2 separate regions of the Triticum aestivum genome follow, and region 2 is linked to region 1. Evidence: chromatin contacts called from public Hi-C data. All regions are on one chromosome and are shown on one strand. The core of a region is the stretch at or near the end of the contact, and the rest is flanking DNA. Distances in the headings are between cores, read along the strand shown. Region 1 holds the start of LOC123091780. Region 2 has its middle 130 kb from the start of LOC123091780.

Region 1 (7,004 bases), core at 2,892-5,391:
GCGACAAAAGTGACGATTTTCTCCAGCGAGCGCAAGTAAAGTGCCATGGAACAAGCTGTATAAAAGAAGGAAGGGGTGTTCTACAAAATGTAAGACTAAGAAAGAACTCATCATACTTTTTTTTTATAAAAAGTGCCGAACGGAGGCCGAGCTTCATGGAGGTCTTAATTTGAAAGCTTAGAACTTTTAAGTTTCAGAAAATTGTGAAAAATACATATATATCTAGAGACACAATGTATATATGCATAATTTTTTAGGTTGAAATACATTAAAATTAGAGCTACAAAAGAAAAACAAATCCATGACTTTCTAACATATTTACAGTTCATCCTCAAAATTCAGGATTTTCTTTTGCAACTCGCAATTCAAGATTTCATCCCAAAATGTTACACGCATACACATTACATACTTCTATGCATGTGTATTTTCTTTTCTATAATTCTTTGAAACTAAATAATATAATCTTTTTAAAATTAAGGCCTCTACGAAGCTCGGTCTTCAGAATGCCCTACTCATCTTGTATTGTCTTCTCATGTGGCAAAACTAAAATAAGATTGCTATTTTTTTTGAACATCAGTACAGATACAAACGCTCATATATACGCCCATACACTTATCCCTATGAACACACACACGCACACCCTATCCCTATGAGCATCTCCGAGAGACTGAGCCGGCATATCAACTTGAGATTTTTTACGAAGTCACCCTAGGCGCCTCGTAGTCGACGGGAATGTCTTCTCCCACTGGACATGAATCGCCGGAAATCCTGGAATAAATCCAGAATAAATGTGAGTATTAGGACTTGAATCATACCACTGTCTATTTAAGAGCATCCATAGCAGACCCGTAAAAAGCCGCGACCCACAAAATAATCGTCAAAATACGGGTCGGCGTGGAAAATGTTGCCCGACCAGACCTCGCAAACGCGTCCGACCCGAATTTTTTTTGAGGGGCGCAGCAAAATCCCATCCCCAACCTGCGAAAACGCAAGTTTCCGCCTCACCCCATATTCCAGGAAAGCGGTTGATGGGAGGGACATTTCAGCCCACGCCCTTTCCCCACCCCCTTCCACCGCCGCTCGTCATTGGTTTCGCCTGTCCGCCACCGGCGATTCCGGCCAAATCCGCGGGTGGAATCGCGCCGCGTGGGCGCCCCTACCCTCGTCCACCGAGCTGCTGCACCGGCTCCCCGAATCCGCCGATCCGAGCCGCCCCTAGTCGCCGTCGTTGCCTTGGGATCCACCGCCGGAGAGCCACCGCCCCCGAGTAGCCGGTGGGTTTTTACTTGTGCTTGTGCCGAGCGGTATGCATAGTTGGTTAACACGGCGCGTGTATTTGTGATTTTTAGTTGGAATTGAGCCCGTGCGAGAAGTTTTTTCTCGACGATTCGCCTGATTCAAACGACTCGGATGTTGAGGCGCTACTTGTCAACTACCGCCAGCAGACATTGGTGATGGCCCTTACCGTTAAGGAGCACGAAGATGAGAACCAAAAGGGGCGGCGAGGATCGACCGTCGGCTGTCTTTGCATTCCCCGAAACCGCCATCTCGGGAGCGAGATGTTGATGCAAGACTACTTAGCGGATAATCCAACATATCCGCCACACCTCTTCTGGAGAAGGTATAGAATGCGCCGATCCCTCTTTGTGAAAATTGTTCAAGCTTGCGAGGCCAATTGTTGGTATTTTACTCGAAGAAGAAATGCCGCAGGCTTGAAGGGATTTAGTGCATATTAAAAAATCTCAGCAACTATGCGGGTAATTGCATATGGCATTCCAGCTGACTATGCCGATGAGTACCTTCGCATTGGTGAAAATACTACAATTGAGTCAGTGCGTAGGTTTGCCAAAGTGATCATCCATGTTTTTGGTCCTGAATATCTTCGGGCACTCAACGAGGAAGACAAAAAAAATTGATGACATCTAATGATAGAAGAGTTTGGCCTGGCATTGCTAGGAAGCATAGATTGCATGCACTGGACTTGGAAAAATTGCCCAAAAGCATGCCACGAAATGTATCGTGGCAAGTCTCGTGATGCAATAATTGTGGTAGAGGCCGTAGCATCCGAGGATTTATGGATTTGGCATTGCTTTTTTTGGTATGTCGGGTACTCTCAATGATATTAATGTGTTGCAACGATCTCATTTGTTTGCTAGGCTTGCTAGTGGTGATGCTCCTACTTGCAACTACACTATCAATGAGCATGAATACACAAAGGGGTACTATCTTGCAGATGGTATATACACTCTTTGGTGCACATTTGTCAAGAACATCAAAGACCCCCAAACTAGGAAACAATATGAATTCACAAGGGTACAAGAGGCAGCCCGAAAAGACATTAAAAGAGCATTCGGGGTTTTGCAACCTAGGTTTGCCATTGTTCGTGGTCCTGCTTATTTTTAGGACAAGCGATCCTTGAAAAACATCATGAGATGTTGTGTTATTCTTCACAATATGATTATCGAAGATGAGAGAGGCATGGACTTGGAGTTCTTCTACGACAATGTGGGTAGCCATGTCAAACCAGTTAGAGACCCTAACTGCATTAGATGTTTTCTTCAGACCTACAAGGAGACTGAAAATGCAAATACTCACTTCAACTTTAGGAGGATCTCATTGAGCACCATTAGCAAAGGGCTGGGCAGTAACACATTTCATTTTTTGATTCATTTTCATTTAATTCACGTGTGGTTTGTATTCAGGACAAGTTTTGTATTGAATTATTTAGTTTGCTTTGGACATTTGAATAATTATTGTAATCTGAATGATTGCTGTATTGTAATATTGATATTTTCTTATATTGCAAATTAGTAATTATGAATATGTGCATATGTGTCAAATTCAGATAAAACCGCATCTAATACCTGCGACGGCTCACAAAACCGTTTTTCCGCAAATTGTAAATAATTTTTGCGGGTCAGCGATATATAGGGTGTGCTAAAGATGCTCTAACCATCCAACTATAGGTTGATTCGCAAGGCTGCCTTATTAATCATTGTACATCCTTTAATTATTGGAAAAAACTAACGCCCACACGTGTGGCATCTTGTATATTACCCACACGCCTGCATCACCACTCATTTTGCCACGTATGAACATATGGCATCTGCAGGAATCTTTTTGGTTTTCGGCTTAAAAATGTTTTATCTCCTAATTAAAAACCGAATTAAAAATCGGTTTTCACCATTAAATCCGTCTCGACGAGATCTTCAAAACTAGAACCCATGTTGATATGTTTCGATGAAATTTTGTTTTGCCCAAAAGTTGCCATGACGTTTACATCGTAGTTGCTATAGTGCTTAAATTAAAGTTGTCATGTGGCAATTTTAGTTTGTAGAGCATAGCAATTTTAGTTTTTTGATAATGGCAATTCCAACACTTTGACCATGAAAAATAGTTTTTGTATGAACCATGACAATTTTAAGTGCATGTATCATGACAATTTTAGTTTATGGTTCATGAAAAAGTCTAGTTTCTTAATTTCCCGTTTTATAATATGTCAAATTTTACTTTTAAATGTAGAAGAAAATAGCTGAAACATATCATGACAACTTCAGTGTAAACATCGTGACAATTCATGTGCAATAGACATGACAACTTTTAACCAAAAAAATTTATCGAAATATATTGATATGAGATCTAGTTTCGAAGATCCTGCCGCGAGGGATTTAATGGTGAAAATGGATCTTCAATCGGATTTTTCATTTAAGAGATAAAACATTTTAAAAACTGGAAATCCAAAAAGATTCTCACATGCATGCATGCGATGACGTGATGCAGTCCGTGTGTTATAGGATGTGTGAGCGGATTTGGCTCCCATCACATGTATAGGTAGCGTTGTCCTAATTATTTTGCCACGTCAACATTTTGCTTGCACGATATTCTCCTTGGCACTTGTAGACCGAAGCCGCTCTGGCCCGCCTCTCGGGGCATGTACATTAGCTTAGACAGCCATCATCTGTAGCGTGTGTCCATATCACCCAAAGACTGTAATCTAGACACTTCATACAACAAGCTGTCTTTTTAGGTGTCTGTACAAGAAACCGTAAAAATCTAGACACTTCATACAACAAGCTGTCTTTTTAGGTGTCTGTACAAGAAACCGTAAAATGCATGAAGTACGACATATTTGATCTACCACCGTTCTGCTTGTTTGCTGCAGTGAGCACCATGAACTCGATCCTGTCATCCTCGTAGTTACCATCACCGGCCGCCGCCCCATGTCACTGCACCTGTAGCGGGAGAAGAAGAAGAAGCACGAGCTCCATCTCCGGCCGCCCCCACCGTCTCCATCCCGGGCCGGTCATCACCTCCCCCCTCCCCCACAATAACCACTGCCCCTGGCCTCTTCCCGGCACCACACGTCCTGCCTTTCTTCCGCGATGAGGATAATGATGCAGGAGATGGTCTCGTCCAGATCCGCCAGCGACTGAGAAGAAGAAGAAAAATCACCGGATTTGGTTCCTGGAGAACGGGATCTATGCGTTTTGGGGAAGAAACTGCAAACTACAGACACCTGAGCGTACAACTGGAAAAAAGCCGTCGATTGCTAGCGATTTTTGGGATATTGACCGTCTGCCGAATTGCAGACACCCTTCTTCTCTCTCCTCCTTCTCTTTCCTCCACGTGGACGAAAATCCTAACTGGCAATAGCTTACAGACTGCTGACTCATCGCTGTTGTACATGCCCTCAGGCTCCGCATGTGAGGCCACGAGGAGCGACCATCTGGTTTTGAGACAGCTCTCGAAACCTCGTCTTGTCTTCCTCGGAGCCGGCGGCGAAGCGAGCGGCGGTGCTCTTCTCGACGACTACGTGGAGGAGACGAACCCGGCCATAAGTCCGTGTGGATTCAAGGTAGGCTTTGCTGAATCCCAGTCGAGCCTATGCTTCATTTTTGGCCCGATTAGCAGGCTAGGGTTTCGTCCGCGTTTGTGCAATTGTGGCGATTCCGAGTCCGGAATCTTGGGAGAAATCCGTCCATGTCCCCTGTGCTGCAGCACATTTTTTCTTCCTCTTCTGCTTTGGTAGGAAGAAGCGGGTCTAGGGGATCACCCCTGCTTCACTGCAAGCCTGCGGTATTACTACTATTTTGTGCTCAGAACTTGAGGCTTCCATTGCACGGCTTTGATGTTTATGTTACATTATGGCATGTAGGATATCAATTCATTTGCATTTTTATTCAAGAACATTAATCTTATTCTATCTGTTTTTCTGTAGAAAATGGATGAGAAGCCATAAGATGGTGAGGTGTTAACTCGTCGAGTTGAAGAACTCCAGCGGGGTACTCACTCATATCTGTCATATACAAGATTATCATTCATTCCTTTATACTTTCAGTGATAACCCTAACATACTGATTGTTTCCTGTGCCAATAGAAGTTGCTCTCATTATATATAACACTTCAGCCTGCAGATTAGTGATTAGTTTGGCTACATTGTTTTCTCTGTGCAAGTAGTTCAATTCAGGACCCTCACCCCTTTTTGGAATAGAGGCACTCCAATGGAAATTCAGGGGGAATCGTACTAGTTCCTGGCTTCCTTCAGTAATGACCTCAAGATATAAAAGCGGATAATGCACTAGAGTTCCTTCACTAATATGTGCCCTGTCATAATTCAGCTATTCTCGCATATTTGAGTAGATAATTTTTGCGAAGAATGCAATAGTTTTTCTAAAATTTCTTTCACTCTGTTAATGGTGGCTTGCTGTACAATTTGGGAAAGTACATGAAGTAGCTGCTGAAGTCCTTGGCTAATTATGTTACATTGTTTCTGATAGACATTTTATGAGTCTTTATAATAATTCCAACCTTCTACAGCTTTGTTCAGTCATAGGAGTATATCTTAGTACTCAGCAGTGTTGCTTCCTTTGGATGTCATGTGTACATGGTTAACATGTTGGAAACTATCGGCAGATGTTACTAGCAATCAGAGATTTTCAATGGAAGATCAATGTACCTATTTTCTCATACTTCAGATTGCTGACCTTTTGAATGGAGAGAACACCATGTTCTGTTTTCTCAAAGTTGCTCATGTAGACTAGTTGTTTTGGGAGTAGTTCCAGTTTTCATTCTTGTATTTCTTTTATGTGGGGGTATAGGCGTACACTTATTGATTGAAACATTCTTTGTTTGTCAGAACGTGATGAACTGAGAAAAGATATCGAGCAATTATGTATGCAACAAGCTGGGCCTGGTTATGTTTCTGTTGCAACTCGAATGCTTTCTCAGAGGTGCTTCCATAGGTTCTGTCCATGTTCCATTGTTATCATTGTAGTGAAAGTAAACCAATGTTTTGTTTTAACTATCCAGGACAACAGCTCTGGAGCAGGATATTGAGATCCTTCAGAAGAAGTTAAGTGGATGCTTAAGAGAGAACCAAAATTTGCAAGAGGAGCTTGCTGAGGCTTATCGAGTTAAGGTGTGCTTCTCTTCCTCGCTGTACTATTGTTTGTATCTGCTTTTCTTTTTCTTTCTTCTAATGATTGCTTTACTTAAATTTCAGAGCCAGCTTGCTGATTTATATGGTGCTGAGCTATCAAAGGTTTCATACTTTGACTTGTACAATTGAGTGTTGTTGTTTTGTCAATAATGTTGTAACTTTTGCCGACTAATGTTTAGTGGCAGATAATTTTATACTTGTTCTCCATCATCCACGTACAAGTAGTATAGGGAGTGAAGTCCCTTGAGCTTGAACATGGAATGACATATCTATGCTCACCTATAGCTAGACCCACATATCATTCAGACACCGCACAACTAAACAAAACACTAACAATTGTGCTTATTCAAAATCTGCAGCCTGAAAGTAAAATATCATTTCAAGCATGATAGGCATATTCCGAGTCTTGGTTGGTCTTTTTAGAGAAGGTACCCTTTGGGGCCTTTGCTTAACATTATTTCACTTCAGTTAACTTGAAATAGATAATAAAGGCCTCATATGCTTACTTAAAACTTGATATTTTGTGGAATTTAGGTCACTAATTCTTTAACCTCCTAAATTTCTG
Region 2 (7,004 bases), core at 2,014-4,513, 130 kb before region 1:
TATCCGGCCTTCCGCAGCTTTTTGATGTGCCCCTCCGTGACGGAGGAGACCATCCACTTGCCTCCCCCTCTGGACATGGCTGGCGAAGGTTGAGGCGAGATGTGCGGACTTGGGCGCTGGAGCTCGAGTGCGCGGAAATGGATGAACAAAGGAGGAAGAAGGCGTGTGTGAAAAAGTGGATCCTTATCCCCTTATATGGACGGACGAAGCTATGCGTCCCCACCAGCCTGGTAAAACTCGCTTATCTCCCAAGCGCCGTAATCGATGGCGTAGTTGGGTTACCACGCCCGTATTGATGAGAATCCCGGAATCAGCGGACACGATCTCTGCTTCGACAAGACGTGCCAAGGAAACCGCCTCGCTAAACGCGCTGAGGTGGGATAGTAAAAACGATTCGAATAAAGGCTTGGCCATGGTGTGATGTCACGCCACGGAAACGTCAGCAGGTTGAATTTGCGTAAATATTATTCTCTCTACGGTCGTATGTGGAACTTATTTTGCAGAACCGGACACTATCCTTGTGTTCAAAATCTTCTATGAAGTATTCGGAGGAGGAACCCGCCTTGCAATGCCGAAGACAATATGCGCGCCGGACTCATCGTCATTGAAGCCTGGTTCAGGGGCTACTGAGGGAGTCCCGGATTAGGGGGTGTCCGAATAGCCGGACTATGACCATTGGCCGGACTCCTGGACTATGAAGATACAAGATTGAAGACTTCGTCCCGTGTCCGGATGGGACTTTCCTTGGCGTGGAAGGCAAGCTTGGCGATACGGATATGTAGATCTCCTACCATTATAACCGACTCTATGTAACCCTAACCCTCATTGGTGCCTATATAAACCGGAGGGTTTTAATCCGTAGGACGAACAACAATCATACCATAGGCTAGCTTCTAGGGTTTAGCCTCTCTAATCTCGTGGTAGATCTACTCTTGTACTACCCATATCGTCAATATTAATCAAGCAGGAGTAGGGTTTTACCTCCATCAAGAGGGCCCGAACCTGGGTAAAAACATCGTGTCCCTTTTCTCCTGTTACCATCCGCCTAGACGCACAGTTCGGGACCCCCTACCCGAGATCCGCCGGTTTTGACACCGACACTGAGCATGAACAAGTACAGGGGAAGAACAGTCTCCTGAGGAGAGGTGTTCTTGCGCTCGGTGAGCTTGTGTGGTTGAGGATGGTCTGAATCCCTCTCACTAAGGTGATGGCTAGTCCTATTTATAGAGGCCCGGGTCCTCTCCCCAAATGTTAGGCGGGAAGGGATCCCACAAAGGCCAATTTGAAGGGGGACAGCTAGTACAAGCTATCCTGACAAAAGGTGGTCTTCGCCTGCCAAAAGGCTCTTGTGGTGACGTCGTCATGGGCTCCGTGGTGACCTCCATCTTGCCGTCCTGCTAGTCTTGGTCTAGTTGCACCAATATGGAAACCTTTGCCTGATGCCTCGGGACTCCTCGCCTGCGCTTGCCCCTTTAGCACCAAAGAGGAAACAGGTACTCTGCGCCTGCTGGCACCCGCCTGGCCATGGTCGTCATGGCTCACATCACGGGAAATTCACGAGGTGCCCCTCGCCTTGATCTCTCCACTCCTCACGAGCTAGCCTAGCGAGACCGCCCCTGAGGAGGTCTTGTGTTATCCGCCTCGCGAGGCTTGGCCCCTTGCGAGGGTCTTGACTGGTTGCTGGTGAGGATGGGCCGTACCAGGCCGCTGGGGGAGCCATGCCATGGGCCGCAGGCAGGCAAGTCTGGGGACCCCCTGTCGGGGATATACCCCGCGGTATGACCCGACTAGAGTTGTAAACCGGCTGGGACTTGGTAAACTGGCGGATGGTAAACCGGCGGAGAGTCAAGACAGATGGCTCAGACAGATGCTAAACCGGCGGAGAATTAAGACGGATGGCTAAGACAGACGGTAAACCGGCGAGTGTTAAACCGGCAGACAGTGTTAAATCGGCAGACAATGTTAAACTGGCAGACAATATTAAATCGGCAGACAATGTTAAACCGGCAGACGTTAAGAAGCCCAGAAAGGGAAGTCAAAATAGTTTAAGTTAAAGTCCGAGTTGGACTCTACATGTAACCCACCCCTTCAACTTATATAAGGACGGGCAGGGCTCCCCAAAGAGGGACAAGCAAGAAACAATCTCTAGGGCTAGACACAACTAGAGGAGAGCCGGTTTACGGCGAGTCCCTCGTGATGATAATGAGATCTAGCCTCAAACAACATGTAGGGTTTTTACCGGATGATGTTTCCCGGGGCCCGAAGCTGTCTAAACCATTGTCTTGTGTTGCATCTCTCGATTCCGCTCAACCCCTCTCAAGCTACCACATAGATGTGTTGGCCTCGCGACTAAGTCCTCACACTAAGGACATCTGACGTGTTTATTCCACGACAGTTGGCGCCCATCGTGGGGCTTTCGCACGATGGTGTTGAGTTCTTGGAGGGATATCTCTAAGGGATCAAGAAATTCGCGATTTTTCAGATGAAGAAGAATCATCAACGAAAGATTTATATTGTTTCAATATCAAACAGTCAAAGCGACAGATATAAGATTTGTCCAAAGTCAAAGAAGTTAGGGCTACGGTCCCATCGTAGCTACTGTCCGGCGGTTTATCTGATCACTTTTGATCCGCCGAGATTGACTGAAGTCTTTTTTCTGAAGTTAGCATACCACCAGTCCACCGAGCCGGTAAGGATTTTCCACAATCAGCGGCCGATTACTATGCCACAAGCATCGGTCCGATCTGCCATGTTTGTGTTGCTGCTGTATATATATAGTTTCAAGTCCCAAGGCTATTTTTTCTGACGGGCCACCGTCTCGTGACGAAAGATCAAAGCGAAGTACTAGTACCGCTTAAACTAAACACTTTGCCACGTGAGAGCCAACATCAACTATTCCTTTTTTGGGAAGAGGGCTAATGCTACTCGAGTACTACTACCTCATATATATTTTGTCCTTGATTGGTACATCCATCCGAGTCAAAAGAGGTCAAGGACTGCTGGAGGAAGACTGATGGTCAAATTGAATACGACCCGAAAAATAGACTAGCAGGTTCGCCGCCGAGTTGCCGCTATGGCCTTCCATCGTGGACGTGACCGGTCTCGAGCTGCCATCAACATGCCCCGGCTCTGAGTCGCCATCGCCCTCAAAGTTGCAGCCAAACCGCCGCCATTGAAGTGCACGCCCACGGACAAGTCACCACTGCGGCTACGTTTGCCAGCCTATTGAGCCGTGGACCGCCGAGTCGTCGCCTGTGCCAGGGCAGCCCGCCCATACCGCGATCCGCCGCGGATTGCTCCTGCTGCTGTGAGCGGGCCCATGGCCTCGGGTCTCTTCCGCAAAGTCACCATCAGGCCGCCCCACAGCCGTTGCTGAACCGCCCCGCTGTCTCGGTGCTTAATGTCTCGCACCACCGTGCGCCTCGTGTCTTCAGCAAAGGCCGCACCGGGCCGGCCTCATTTTTCAAACCTGCCTCCAACACCTATCACCGCGCAAGTCGCCGACCGCGGGTAGGACTAATCAAATCACCAAGCCAAATCCTTCGGTCACCGAGCTGCCGCTTGTGAGACGCCTCTACCAGGATCCATCTCTGACATCGCACGATCCGGAGGCCGATTCAACCAAGAACTCAGGTCTCCGAACCGCCCATGCTGAAGCCGCCAGCCTCGGCCGACTTGTCCCCGATTGAGAGCTGCTCGTGCCCGGCCTGACTTCGCCTCCGCCTCACTGGCAAACCATCGGTCGCCTCTGACGGACTTGATTGAGCCGCCACACCTCGAACCGCCGACCGTGCTTCACCTCGCCTTAGAGTCGGCATCACTTGTTGCTGATCTGTTGTAGCCTGCCGCTGTTCTGCCGCGGTGAGTCGCCGGCCGCCTCGAAGCTCAAACCGCCGCGGCCCTCTGTGCCGCGCCTCCACTCAGGCGACCCGGCTCCCGATCTCCGTGACACTCCTGCCACCTTTGCCCCGACCGGAGTCTGTTGGCCGCAAGAGCCGGCCCTACTGCTGTTCACCGGTTTACATCTGCAAACCGCCGACGGCTTAACCCGCCAGCATCCAAGCCTGAATCCGCCGCTGGCTCCTTCAGCAAGAATGACCGCGGGTCCAGGTCGTGGGTGGTCTCGCCTCGCCTCCAAGTCAGACTCGTTCTGCCTCGCCAAGTTGCCTTCGCCGCACCAAACTGGCCGGCCACCGCTGCGGACTGCTTCCGCCGTTGTTTCACCGAGCGGCCACAGTTCTCCTCACCGCGCCTTGCCGGTCCACTACCGGTGACCGCAGCCGTGCCGTGAACCGCCGACACAGCAAATCGCCGCTCCACCTCCAACACAGATGAATCACTGCCCGCGCTTCGGGCTTCCCGTTCCTGAATGGCTTTGCCTCTTCAAAACCAGCCTCGTCAGGTCGCTGGATCACCCCCGTCTCTGCAGCGATAAACCGCCGTTGTTCTTTGCCGGGTTGTCCACGGGCCGCTTTGCCACGGCCGCGTCTCCGCTCGGCCGTCGTGGGTGGTGTAAATCGCCGCAGACGCCGTCTCGCCGTTTCGCTTCCGTGTTGCTCCACCACTAAACCAGACACCACTGCAGTAGTCAGACCGCTGGAGAGCCTCCCTGCGCCTGTGGACAGCTCCGCATCACATCGCTGCTGATGATGGCCCTTGCCTTGACGTGCCAGGTGCTACCTCAGCCGCAAGACGAGCTGTCACTAGGTGTTAAACCGCCCCTACGGTGTCTGCGGGTGCGCGCTGATTCGCTCCTGCCGTCGGCGAGCCGCCGCCCATTTCAAACTACAGCAGGAGAGCTACCGCACTGCTGGGACTCGCCGCACCACGACAGTTGGCTTCTACGACCCGGCCTTATTACTTTAAACCGATGCCCCCGGGCTGCCTCCTCCAAATCGCCATGGCCGTGCGCCGTTCCGAGCTACAAGCCACCTCCCGCGTTGAACCGGCCATGGCCGCGCGCCATTCCGTCCGGCACCCTTTTACTTCAGGCCGCCGTGCTTTGGGTCACCTGTTGCCCGTAAAACGCCCGCTGCTGCGGCCCACTTTCAACTCGTCGACTGTCGTCAAGACACACGGCCGGTCCGTTTCTGCCGCAAGGCTGCTGTCGTACTCAACTTCGTGGCCTCGTCAAACCGGCCGTGCCCGAGCGCCCGTGTGCATGCAAAGAGCAATCCAGGGGACCGGAGGAAGTACTAGTATTCCAAGTGCTAGCCTGTGTTTTAACCACAGCAATTGGTTTTCAAGCATCCATACGAGATATCAAAGTACTCCCTCCGTTCGGAATTACTTGTCTCGAAAATGGATGTATCTAGAACTAAAATACATCTAGATACATCCATTTCTGCAACAAGTAATTCCGAACGGAGGGAGTACTATTTTATAAAGCGGACAAAGACAATGGATGAATACTAGTACTAGTATATACGTACTCACTTTCCAAGATCCAACTGCCTGTCATCAAATGTGGAGCCCGAGCACTATTTCGTCTGGAGAAAACCAAGGAGTCGTCAGTTTTTCATCTGCTGTCAAATAAACCAGCTGAAGCCTAAGAAGAGACAATTGATTGCAACAAGTGTTGCGATGATCAATCGGTTGACGGTCTAAATGACGTCACTCCATGGACATAGGTCTCATGCGTTCTTGATGGAGTTTGGGCCAGCGTTCACCCTGCAGGCACACGACTGAAGCCTGCTGAAAAAAAAAAGAAAGAAAGAAAGAAAAAGAGGGTCAAACATGACCCGGAGGGACCGTCTGAGCCGACCGGTGCAGTGTTTTAAGCCGCCGCCTCTGTTGCGGTGAGCGGATCATTCGTCATCCAAAGTTGTTTGCCATCCGCAAACATCAGGTGATATCCATCTAAAATTTATTTTATTAAACACATATTATTATTATCAAAGGATAAATTACTTTGATTTGTATATTTTTATATGCAGGACCATTATTCATTACAAATGTGGTTTACACCACGGATATGGAGCGCGGATTGATAATATCCCTCCTGGGGATAATCCGGAACATATCACCTAATGAAGGAACACACACAAGCTTCTGCCCTGGTGGTCTGGTCCACATCAGCTTGTTGGGATCGCGTCTGCTCGCAATTCAAAGGACGTGCGCAAGTCACCGCCCTTGTGGCTTGATCTACATCAACTAGGCGGGACCGCGCCTGCAATTGACTCGCCCATCCGCACCGGCTTACAGTGCCACGACCGACTCATCTGTTTATGCCGTCTCTAAAGCCGCGGTCATCTTTGTCGTCCGTCTCTCGTGGCCTGGTCTACATCAACACACTGGGCCGCACCTCTCTGCATGAGCTGTTTATTGAGTATGAGCAAGTCACTGCTTGGGTAGCCCGGTTTTTCTTCCAAATACCTTGGAGGCAAATTATCATTCAGCCGCCGTCTGCACTGGATGGATCAATGGACATGCGCACAAATCGTTGCCACTATAGTTTGGTCAACTTCAAACAGCCAGTTGGAAGGAACCATTGGTCGAGTTGTTGACACGGCTCATATGGGATCATTTATAAACCCGCCGCAGTCACCTCAATCTTCTGTGGATTTACATCGTGTTATTAACACTGATGATATATATACCTTCTGCTACGGTCAAGTACGGAGAATCTCGAGACAACTCCTTGAGTCGTCTTATGACTCAGGGGCTACAATGATATGATTCAGTAAGTCTTGCCCGTTTCAGCAAATTCAAGTACCCCAGGATGTTGAAGGGAAAGATAACACGGTCCCAGAGGCTACTGTTATATTGATGAAAATTTAAAAGGCCGTCAGAAATATTCCGTCTCACAATGATGATTTTGGTTTATAATCCGGTTTAAGAGGAAACTATCTCTTGCAAAGCTCTAATGCTCTCAATATTCGGTTCAAAATCCCGGTTCAAGAAGAATTTATCTCTTGCAAAAAAGTTAAAGGTTGCCAAAGAGGACCTGCTGCCCTGACGCACGGTTCAAACATGGGTATCCCGCCTTATTGGCTTATCATATT

Evidence for each region. A called contact is a pair of places that touch in the nucleus more often than the background predicts.
Region 2: a Hi-C map of leaf shows a contact between it and region 1, with 9 times the contacts expected there. The contact joins the enhancer-like site here to the promoter of LOC123091780 in region 1. A contact is called at or near these places in 1 of 5 Hi-C or Micro-C datasets (leaf) and 1 of 1 datasets of contacts at active chromatin or transcription factors (leaf).

Annotation. Positions count from the first base shown.
Region 1 is chr4B:194,524,378-194,531,381 of IWGSC CS RefSeq v2.1, reverse strand. LOC123091780 reads left to right here and starts at 4,141. Exons shown (of 17, transcript XM_044513392.1): 1 at 4,141-4,855; 2 at 5,219-5,282; 3 at 6,310-6,418; 4 at 6,503-6,541.
Region 2 is chr4B:194,656,735-194,663,738 of IWGSC CS RefSeq v2.1, reverse strand. No RefSeq gene overlaps it. Among protein-coding and RNA genes, the nearest start is that of LOC123091780, 130 kb to the right of the region's middle. Within about 2 kb of position 3,263, at least 3 of the 8 cell types and tissues checked have an H3K27ac peak or open chromatin away from gene starts, as enhancers often do. A contact at or near this core is called in leaf, where this site is marked.